Linked DNA regions of Canis lupus: region 1 is linked to region 2. The links are chromatin contacts, called in public Hi-C maps. All regions are on one chromosome and are shown on one strand. Each heading gives the region's core, a stretch centred on a gene start, on an enhancer-like site or on the middle of the called end of the contact. The rest is flanking DNA. Distances are from core to core; before and after follow the strand shown. Region 1 holds the start of RASGRP3 (ras guanyl-releasing protein 3). Region 2 overlaps LTBP1 (latent-transforming growth factor beta-binding protein 1).

Evidence for each region. Hi-C and Micro-C count contacts between places; a contact is called where the count stands out from the background.
Region 1: a contact with region 2 is called in a Hi-C map of skin fibroblasts, with 2.1 times the contacts expected there. The contact joins the promoter of RASGRP3 here to the enhancer-like site in region 2. A contact is called at or near these places in 2 of 9 Hi-C or Micro-C datasets (amygdala and skin fibroblasts).

The regions. Positions count from the first base shown.
Region 1 is chr17:26,652,157-26,656,817 of UU_Cfam_GSD_1.0, reverse strand. It overlaps RASGRP3 (ras guanyl-releasing protein 3), which reads right to left and starts at 3,352. Exons shown (of 19, transcript XM_038561250.1): 1 at 3,029-3,352.
Region 2 is chr17:26,285,953-26,290,720 of UU_Cfam_GSD_1.0, reverse strand. All of the region lies in intron 3 of LTBP1 (latent-transforming growth factor beta-binding protein 1), which reads right to left. Among named protein-coding and RNA genes, the nearest start is that of LTBP1, 65 kb to the right of the region's middle. Within about 2 kb of position 3,275, at least 2 of the 20 cell types and tissues checked have an H3K27ac peak or open chromatin away from gene starts, as enhancers often do.

The sequences.
Region 1 (4,661 bases), core at 2,103-4,602, 370 kb before region 2:
ATTTTATTGATGTCATTTCCCTTTTCAAAGCCCCTCAGTGGCTTCCCAGTGGCTTTAAATTAGATTCTAGACTCCTCTGTCTGGCATTAAAGTCCCACCACACTCTGACCCCAACCCCCTCCAGACGCTTCTCTTGTCCCATGTGCTCACGGCCTCTGCCCCTGTCAAGCTGCTGACGCACAGCTCCGTGCTATGGTGGCCAGATTTAGGAAATTAAAACACAGGACATTCGGTTACATGTGAATTTCAGGCAAATAACAAATAATATTTTTGAATCGAGTGTGTCCCGTGCAGTTGGCTTCATATACACCTGTGCAATAGGACATAGTTACATGAGAAAAAGTTCATTGTTTATCTGAAATCCACCTTTCACTGGGAATCCTGGTTTTCATCTGACATCCCTAATCCTAAGCACACCAAGAATATTCCTATCTCACAGGAATGTGCAGAGGCCCACATATACAGCTCCAGTCTTGTTTTGGATACCCTTATCTCCTGCTATCCCCATCAGATTTCTGCCCTGCAAAGTCAGCTCACCTTCATAACTCCATGGAGCCTGCCTGAATCAGGACTTCCTTATCTGGTACCCACTATCTACATCATTCATTTGGTTAATATTAATAATTAATTTCCTGTGGGATGCTTTGTGTCTTACGGAATTCCCTTTCTCTGAGTAAATGCTGAGTTATCAAAGGTAAAGACTGCGGGAAAACTTAATAAATATGCTTTGGTGGTGGGGTGCCTCTGTTAACCGGTTATATAGGGTGTAAGGGGATCAGGGCATTGGAGAAAGAAAACCTCAGATGCCACTTATCTGGATTTAAGGTGCTCATAGAGACACTAAAACCAATATGCAATGCCTCCTGCCCCCATGATACCAGGCCAGGTGGGCACAGCTGCCTGACCTTGGCATGCTTCTCTCCACACTCCACTTCAACACATCCTACAGGTTGTGGTGACATTTCAATTTCTCACCACTTCATACCATCTCTTCAGTAATTTGATCTCACTGATATTTAAATGTGAGGGACAGAGGTGGGTCTATAATGTAACCTCTAAATACACAGCAATTACAAGAGTCATGCTGGAAACCCAGCAATAAATTTCTATTTAATTAATAGAAAAGTTTTAAAAATGACAATTTCTTTCCCTCATAATTAGCTAACTCTAACATAAAATGCTCTCAGAAGCTTAAAAGTACATCAAGAAACTTGCAAAGCTATTCAACAAACCCCCCAAAATCTATTTTAAATAACTGGTGTTTCATGAATACATTTATAAGCATCTGTGGGGCATCCAGAAAGCAGTGTCCAACCATAAGACTTCTAAAAGTGAAAAACAATACATTCTTAGAATAAAATGCCTAACTCCTAATTCTTTCTATTATTTAAACATTCAGTAGTATTTAAAACATTTTTATTCTCATAGTGTAAATACACAAATGTGTCAAATGAGAAAGTTGTGTTGAAATCAGGATCACTGTCAACACCAAACCCACGTAGGGTGGGCAATTAATTAGGTTACCTTGGATTTCACTTTGTGTTAATAATAAGGCAGACTCAGAATTGACTTTGTAGCACTGGAATGTCTTGGAAATAAGTGGGAAGAGTTTATCTGTTTCTTCAGATCCATCATATTTATCCAACATAATTTTCTTTCCTTCTTCATGTGGATGGTTTAAGTTCAACTAAGAAACGTATTTTCTCTCTTCAAGCAATACTACATTTTACTACGGTTTCCAAGGAATGAATTATAATTTTTTAATCAGAAAAAATAACCCTTAAATCCTCCTAGGAAAGACAATGGCCAATGAACTCCATATGGAGACAAAACCAAGGCTTGGCCTCCTTGCACCAGCTGCAATCTGGCTGGCTCAGCTTTTCTGGCTTCCAGCTTTGCTATCTCCTTGCAACAGATTCTAAACATACCAATCTCAAACTGGGATAAGCCAAAATAACAGCAACACGTTTCCTTCTGCTCTTTCTTTTCAGTAGACCACTAGAAACTTACTCCTTTGTTGTCATTGTGACATCAATTGAGTGACTCCAGGATACAAATGTAGGTATTTTCAGGGGTGGATGCAAATATGGTGCATCATTTAAACAAACCTTGTTGTTTGATGGCAAGGAATGTTAAAAGAATTTGGAATGTCCCTAGAAGCTTTCCAAGTTTTTGTGGGCAGCATCAACTGTTCTTGGATTTAACCCATTCTATTTAGACCTTTCCACTTCCAAAGCCAGGGGCAATTTTCAGGTCACTCAGAAAACGTATACTACACGAATGTTTTGAAATCATAATTTAAATGTAAATAACTATTGTGAACAGTTTCTATCACTGGAGCTGTTCAAGGCTGTTTTGGGTGCTTCTGGAAGGTTCTCCTTTGTCTGAAAATGAATGTCCAGGAAAAGAAGCTTTGTATCAACAACAACAACTTTATCTTCACTTACTTTTCTACAAAATACTAACTTTTAGCTAAACAACAACTTTATCTTCACTTACTTTTCTACAAAATACTAACTTTTAGCTAAAGTAACTTTTCCAAAGTTGATGTTTTTTGCTTGAGAGCTGATTTCAATGGACTCTAAACCAGAAGTGACAAAAAAAAAAATCAAAACAAAACTATAAATAAATAAGCCAGAAGTGATCAAAGAAACGGTACATGGATTATTTATCAGCAATTCGAGAGGATTGGACAGAAAAACTCAAATTATTTTCAAAAATGATCTTCAGTAAAGTTATTGATACTACTTAATCCCTTGGTGATGACAAAACAGAAGAAAACATACTGGGTAAAAAGCTATCTTAAGGAAACAATTACTATTTCCAAAAAAAAAAAAAATTATCATTGTTAAAAACTGAAGAAGTCAATGGCCAAGACTGACTTCTACATTTCTTCAGAAATAGAAACGAGCCTACGAGCTTTTCCTGAGGACCTGCCCTCACAGCACACACGCGTCCCTGGCGAACGCCCATTGCTCGCCATGTGCGTGTAGACACAACAATGGACAGTCTTAAAAATGACACTTACCTTAAGTCGCAGACGTGCAATCATTTCCAGCTCATCCCTCTGTTCAAATGTCTCTTTCTGCTTCGTCAACCCCTCACAAGTTTCTCCTCCACGCGTGCAACTACCTAGAGATTCCTGTCCTGTCTCCTAAAATGCTGCCATCACCTCCACTGCCCTGATGCCGGCCAAAGGGGGAAAGCATGAAAAAAATGTCAAATTTGCAAGCTGTTTACGCCTAAGGACGACAGTGAAGCTGCTAAGCTTTGAGCTCAATGAATTAAAGGTTGTTTGGCTAAATGGCAGGCACACTTCCTCCTATTCTTTCTGAACTTAGTTTTCCTGCCTCCAGTGGAGCTTTTTCCTTTCCCGGGCTATAAATAGGCTGGTCGTAAGAGCACTGAGGAAAGAAGAAGGCAGGAAATGTATTTGATTTCAAAAAGCAGTCAGAGGTGTGTGTGTGTGTGTGTGTTTGTGTGTGTGTGTGTGTGTGTTTCTTTCAAGTGAACACCGATAAACAAGCTAAGGGAAATTCAGCTTTGGTAATGGTACCAGAGTCAAAGTTTAATTTCCTATTATCTTGGTTTCACTAAAGTGACATTTCCCACAAGCAAAGCTTGGGCTTGGCGATGTACCATCTTCTGTATAAAATACCGTCAACAAACCTACATCATCTCCTTCATTTCCCACAGGAATGAGCCAGAAGGAGAATTTCCTGGGGGAAGTGAGGGAAGGGGGCAGGCCACGGGGGTCAGTCACTACTCTGATTTCTTTTCATTCGAAAGAAGCTGAAGTACTTTTGAGGCAAGGTTCAACAACAGGAAGATATTAACAGGTGAACGAGAAAAGCAGATACTTTGGCTTAAAAGAAATTACGAAGCTAAGTTTATAAACTGGTCGTCCATCTGCATTAAACTAAAGATTGTCCACAGTTTTGCTACTCAAAGATATTTAACTTCTCTCATAATTACAACAGAAAATAAAAATTAGACCTCATTTTTCACATATCAGATGGACAGATCCAAATGTTGACGTTGTCAGATATCATTCAAGTGTGGAGGAGTAAGAATTCTCAAAACAGTCCATGGGAGTACAAATTGGCGTCAACTATGTTGAGAGTGATTCTCAATTTCTTGCAAAATATGAAGTTTACATACTCTAACAAAACACTTAAACATGGTTGATTTGGCAAAATGGGAGTACAGATCTTGAATGTGGGGACAGTCTGGTTTGTGATATACACATTTAGTGCTCTTCTATTTTTTTATACTGTGCATCCCATGCTTTAAAAACTTACTAATTTGGGGACGCCTGGGTGACTCAGCGGTTGAGCGTCTGCCTTTAACTCAGGGCATGATCCTGGTCCCAGGATCGAGTCCCACCTTGGGCTCCCTGCAAGGAGCCTGCTTCTCTCTGCCTGTGTCTTTGCCTCTCTCTCTGTAACTCTCATGAATAAATAAATAAAATCTTTATAAAAAAAAGAAACCTTACTAATTTTGAAGACACATTTTAGAAACTGTTATTACTTAAGGTCCTTCTCATGATTCTATTAGTTATCTATTGATTATCTATCATTTTCTGTTGGTCATTTGACACCTACCTCTGTCAACAGGCTGCTCTTTATATTGGGGGAACACTTTGAGAAGCAACACAGGGG
Region 2 (4,768 bases), core at 2,026-4,525:
CAGGGGTGTCTGGTCCACTGTCGCCTTCCCACAGGTTAACTTGGAAGACCAAGGAGCTCTGGCTAAGCCGGTGGAAGCCATCGGGACCAATTGCAATGACAGGAGGAGATTCGCTGTTACTAGACAGGCAATGTCCTACGTCCAAAGTCAGTGGCTCATGCTGCCAAGCTGGGAAAGGCAAAGGCTGAAGAACTGGCCACCAAACTGGACTAAGTGGACATAAATTTTCTGTACATAAAAGTAATAAAAAGTTCTCTCAGCCAATGTCAAAAAAAGAGCCATTTCACATAGACTGTGTCTCGAAAATATCAGTCTCATGAAACAAAACTTATCTTTAATACTGATTTTTATTCCATTGTGTAAAAACTCTTAAAAATGTTTAACAGAGGACTTATACAAAAATGCTCATCACAACACTGTTGGTATAGCAAAAACTCAAATGCCCTTCATCAGGAAAATGGATATATAAATTGTGGTATATTCATTCATATAATGGGACACCAAAAGAGGGAAAAGAATGAAGCCCCTCTATAAACTCTCAGAATTATCCTTGGTTCTCCAAGTGTGGTCCCAAGAACAACAGCAGTAGCATCACCTACAAGTTTGTTAACTGAGCGAACCCTCCTCCTCAGACCTACTGAATTGGAAACTAAGTAGTTGGGGGCAGGGGCTGGGACAGCAAGTCAGGTTTTAAAAGTCCTCGAGGTGGGGGCACCTGGGTGGCTAAGTTGGTTCATCTCAGGGTCATGAGTTCAAGCCCCACATTAGGCTCCATTAAAAAAAAAAAAAAAAATGTCCTCCAGATGAATCAGACAGACTCGAGTCTGAGAGCTGCTATTATGAATGAAGATCAGTAACACCTGGGCAAGAAAAGCTAATCTCAGAAGAATATAAATAGGTTTACTGAAAAACGAAAAACTGGCTAACCAAAATAAGTGTTCAGAAGTACCGAGAAATATAATAAAGCTATTTTCAAAAAACCGAAAATTATTAATACAAGTTACTTTGTGGAAGAGGGTAAGTATGGAGAAGGGTCACACCAAGAACCTCTAAGAGTGACAGTGTTTTATTTCTTCAGTTAGACAGTGGGTATGAGAAATCTGGTTTATTAGTATTATCCTTGATGCATGTGTTGTAAATTATAGTTTTTTTGTACATGGTACTTTCTAAAAAAATTTTTTGAAGTATCACTGGAAAAGACGAGAGCCTGAGAACATATTGAAAAAAACAAACTATGAACATAAAGTAGGCTAGCCCATATGAACTCATTTCTAACAAAAGGCACAGGAAAAAAAAAAAAAAGAATGCACAGCAGGTGTTGCATATTTTTGTAGACTACTCAATGTTAAATATTTACAATGATTCACATGCTTCTTCAGTCTTCTGTTCCCTTCAATTTTTCCACAATGCCTAACTACCCAAAAAACAAGTTTTATATAGGGAGTATAACAGTTGACAAAATAATTCAGTGCCCACCCTACTATCACTCTCACCTTTGACTGAGTCTCTTTACCAGACTGGGATCCAAATCCTGACTAAACACAGAGTACAGCCTAAGGGAAGGCAATGGTTTTCAATCCTGGGCTCAAAAGTATTTTTCTTCTCTAATTTTCCAAAAATTCTTTCATAGAACTCCATTAAGTTCTGTTTATTTGTGATAAGGTTTCTAGTCAGTTAAAAGTGATCTTTTTTTAAGTGGAAGCAAAATAAGTTATGTGTGTGTGTGTGTGTGTGTGTGTGTGTTAGCATTAAGACTGTACAACAAAACCTCTTACAAACCATACCCAGATTGCCTCAAAAAACTCATTTGTTTTTAATTTATTTTCTCCCCTACAATGTGTTACTAAAATCATCAGAGAATAAAGCGTTGCTCATATGAATTAATTCCCCCAACAAGGGGAACCGAAGGATCAGCTTCAGCATCCAAAGAAAGGCAATTATGCACAATGAGCAAAGGAGGTGGCTCGAGGTTGCACTGCCAAGAAATGACATATTCCAGTGGATTCAAACCACCCTCTTCAAATTTTGGCATTCTATGGTACAAAAATAAAACTGGAGTTCATTGAAAAGCAAAGCTTGCCACCTGCTGCCCAATGGCATAATCGTAAAAGTTCAAATTATGTTCACATTTCTCAGCTGACATCCTTTTATGAATTGATCTGTGTTGATGTTTGCATTTTCTAGATTCATTAGTTCCAAGTCTTTTTTAAGATAAGAATATCAGCCCCAAAGTTTTTAAACCAGACACTATTTCAAACCCTTTACATAATCAACTCTAACCAATGCATGTAAAAGCAAAATAAACCAAAAAACAAAAACCCAACTTCCAAACTATTATACATGTTGTGTATATAATAAATCAACCAAACTGCAGTTGTGTCTATGATGGTATCCAGACCAGGGAAGAATGCCTTTGAAAATGTGCCAGCACTGTCCTATACTTCCATGGCCTGTCATCATTCTAGAGGATATGAAATACTAACTCCATTTTCTGATCCATGCAGACTTTAAAATGCAAACGTTAATAGTTTAACTGAGGTTTATACACACTTACACTACACAATCTTAAGTAGCAGTCCAGCTAACCAAAAAGAAAAAACTCGCCAACATGTCACCACTGCTATGTCAACTCCAAACACTTAAGCTTTTAAAAATCTTCATTAATATTGATCAGCATTTGTATTGTTTAAATGTTTCTAGCATTCTTCTTCATTTGAATTTATTCCAAGAAAATCTGAGAATTAAAACTATTTTTAGCCTTTTTTTTAAGAAGCAAACCTTCAGGTTTTGTCTCATTTTCCAACTCTGTGGATATGTGTATTCATGTCACCATCCCCTCAAAAAGAAACTCCAAACGCTGAGAGGAAAAAGTCAAACTCTGATTTCAGGGGGAAATTACCATCTTGAGAGGAAGAGGTCTTGGAAACCCATCACAGGCTGAATCAGGAGAGAGAAGGTGCACAGGCTGTGCCATAGATTCTTCTTTCACCCACGAACCTGGACAGGTGTGTAGTTCTTGGGAGCTTTGTGGCAAGCAGCCTCATCACACCACAGTGAGAACTCCCAATGTGATTCCCCTTTGAAATAAAGCTTTCAAGGCTCTTGCCTGAAGGAACTTGTCCATACGCAAAACAGCACCCACCCTCATTGAAGTTTTCTAATTGTCTGGAAACTACTCTGAAGGAGACTATAAAAAATAATTCACTTTCAAGACAGATGGCACCCTAATGTCACAGTAGTTCTTCAGATAGGTTTTCTCCCTTAACACTAGAGGCAGCATCTCCGTACAAAAGGAAGCCTGTCCAGCTGCACCCAGTTAAGCTCTTAGACACTGCTGTTTCTGCGAAATATCTCTCACACACATACAATGCCCTTTTTTCCTGTGGCTGGCCTCGCCCTTTCTTCCAAACCCTACAGGAACTATGAATTCACACACTATTATTGCTGCGTGTTTCTGACCAAGCAAAAATCTCTTTCCCAGCTCTCATTTAAATACCCCAACTAAACTGGTTTGAATTTGTAAGGTTGGTTAGGGTTGGGTTTGATCTTCCAGAGCACTATGTCTACAAGTCGGAAATGGTGCCTGGTGTGATGATACAGCAAGCTAATCATTTGATTAATTAATTTCAGGACTGTTAATGCTAGAACTGGATTTTGATGAAACAAGTCAAATATCTGACTTAGTGCCAGAAAATGAAACAGCACTACATATACTTTGTCCTATAAAAATACAACACTTCTACTAAAAACACCAAAGTAACTATTCATCCTACAAACAGAAAATAAACACAACAGGTACAGGTTGTTTGCTGAAATTAAAGAATATTTACTTGAACCCCTAGCACAGTATCTGACCCATAGTAAGTATTCAATAAATACATGTGAGATTGGAGGGGAGGTCCCAAATCATTTCTTTTGGTTTCCTGCCAAAGACTTCCTAGTAAAGCTTAACCAAAAAGCCTTACGGGTTTTTTTTTTTCCAAGTCTCTATTTAAATTCTAGTTAACATACAGTGTAGTATTAGTTGCAAGAATAGAATTTAATGGTTCATCACTTATATACAACACCTGGTGCTCATCACAAGTGCACACCTTAATCCTCATCACCCATTTAGCCCATCCCCCTACCCACCTCCCCTCCAGCAACCATCAGTGTGTTCCCTATAGTGAAGAGCCTGTGTCTGGGTTTGCCTCTCTTTTTCCCCTATGTTCATTCATTTTATTTCCTAAATTCCACATGAGTGAAATCATATGGTATTTGTCTTTCTCTAACTTATTTCACTTAGCATTATACTCTCCAGCTCCAACCACATTATTGCAAAAGGCAAGATTTCATTCTTTTTTATGGCTGAGTAATATTCCTGTGTGTATGCATGTGTGTACCCACATCTCCTTTATCCATCCATCAGTCGATGGACATTTGGGGTTCCTTCCATAATTTGGCTATTGTTCATAATGCTGCTACAAACATGGGGTGTATGTATCCTTCAAATTAGGAAAAAATCCTTATGTTCTATGAACATCCCAAATTAATTTGAATATAAAGGTGATATATGGAAGTTTTTTTAAGAGAAGCACAATATTTACTCACTAGCTTTGGAAAATATTTCTGATTTTGTAATCCTAGCATTATTATCAAGTAGCCTGGGGCTGGACTGATTACCTTACAGAGCAAATCACAAAAACTTTCCTAGGAACCCCTAGGCCTCAAGAGCTAAGTTAAACAAGTCTGAAACAAAATCGATAATTTGATATTACACAATAAACAA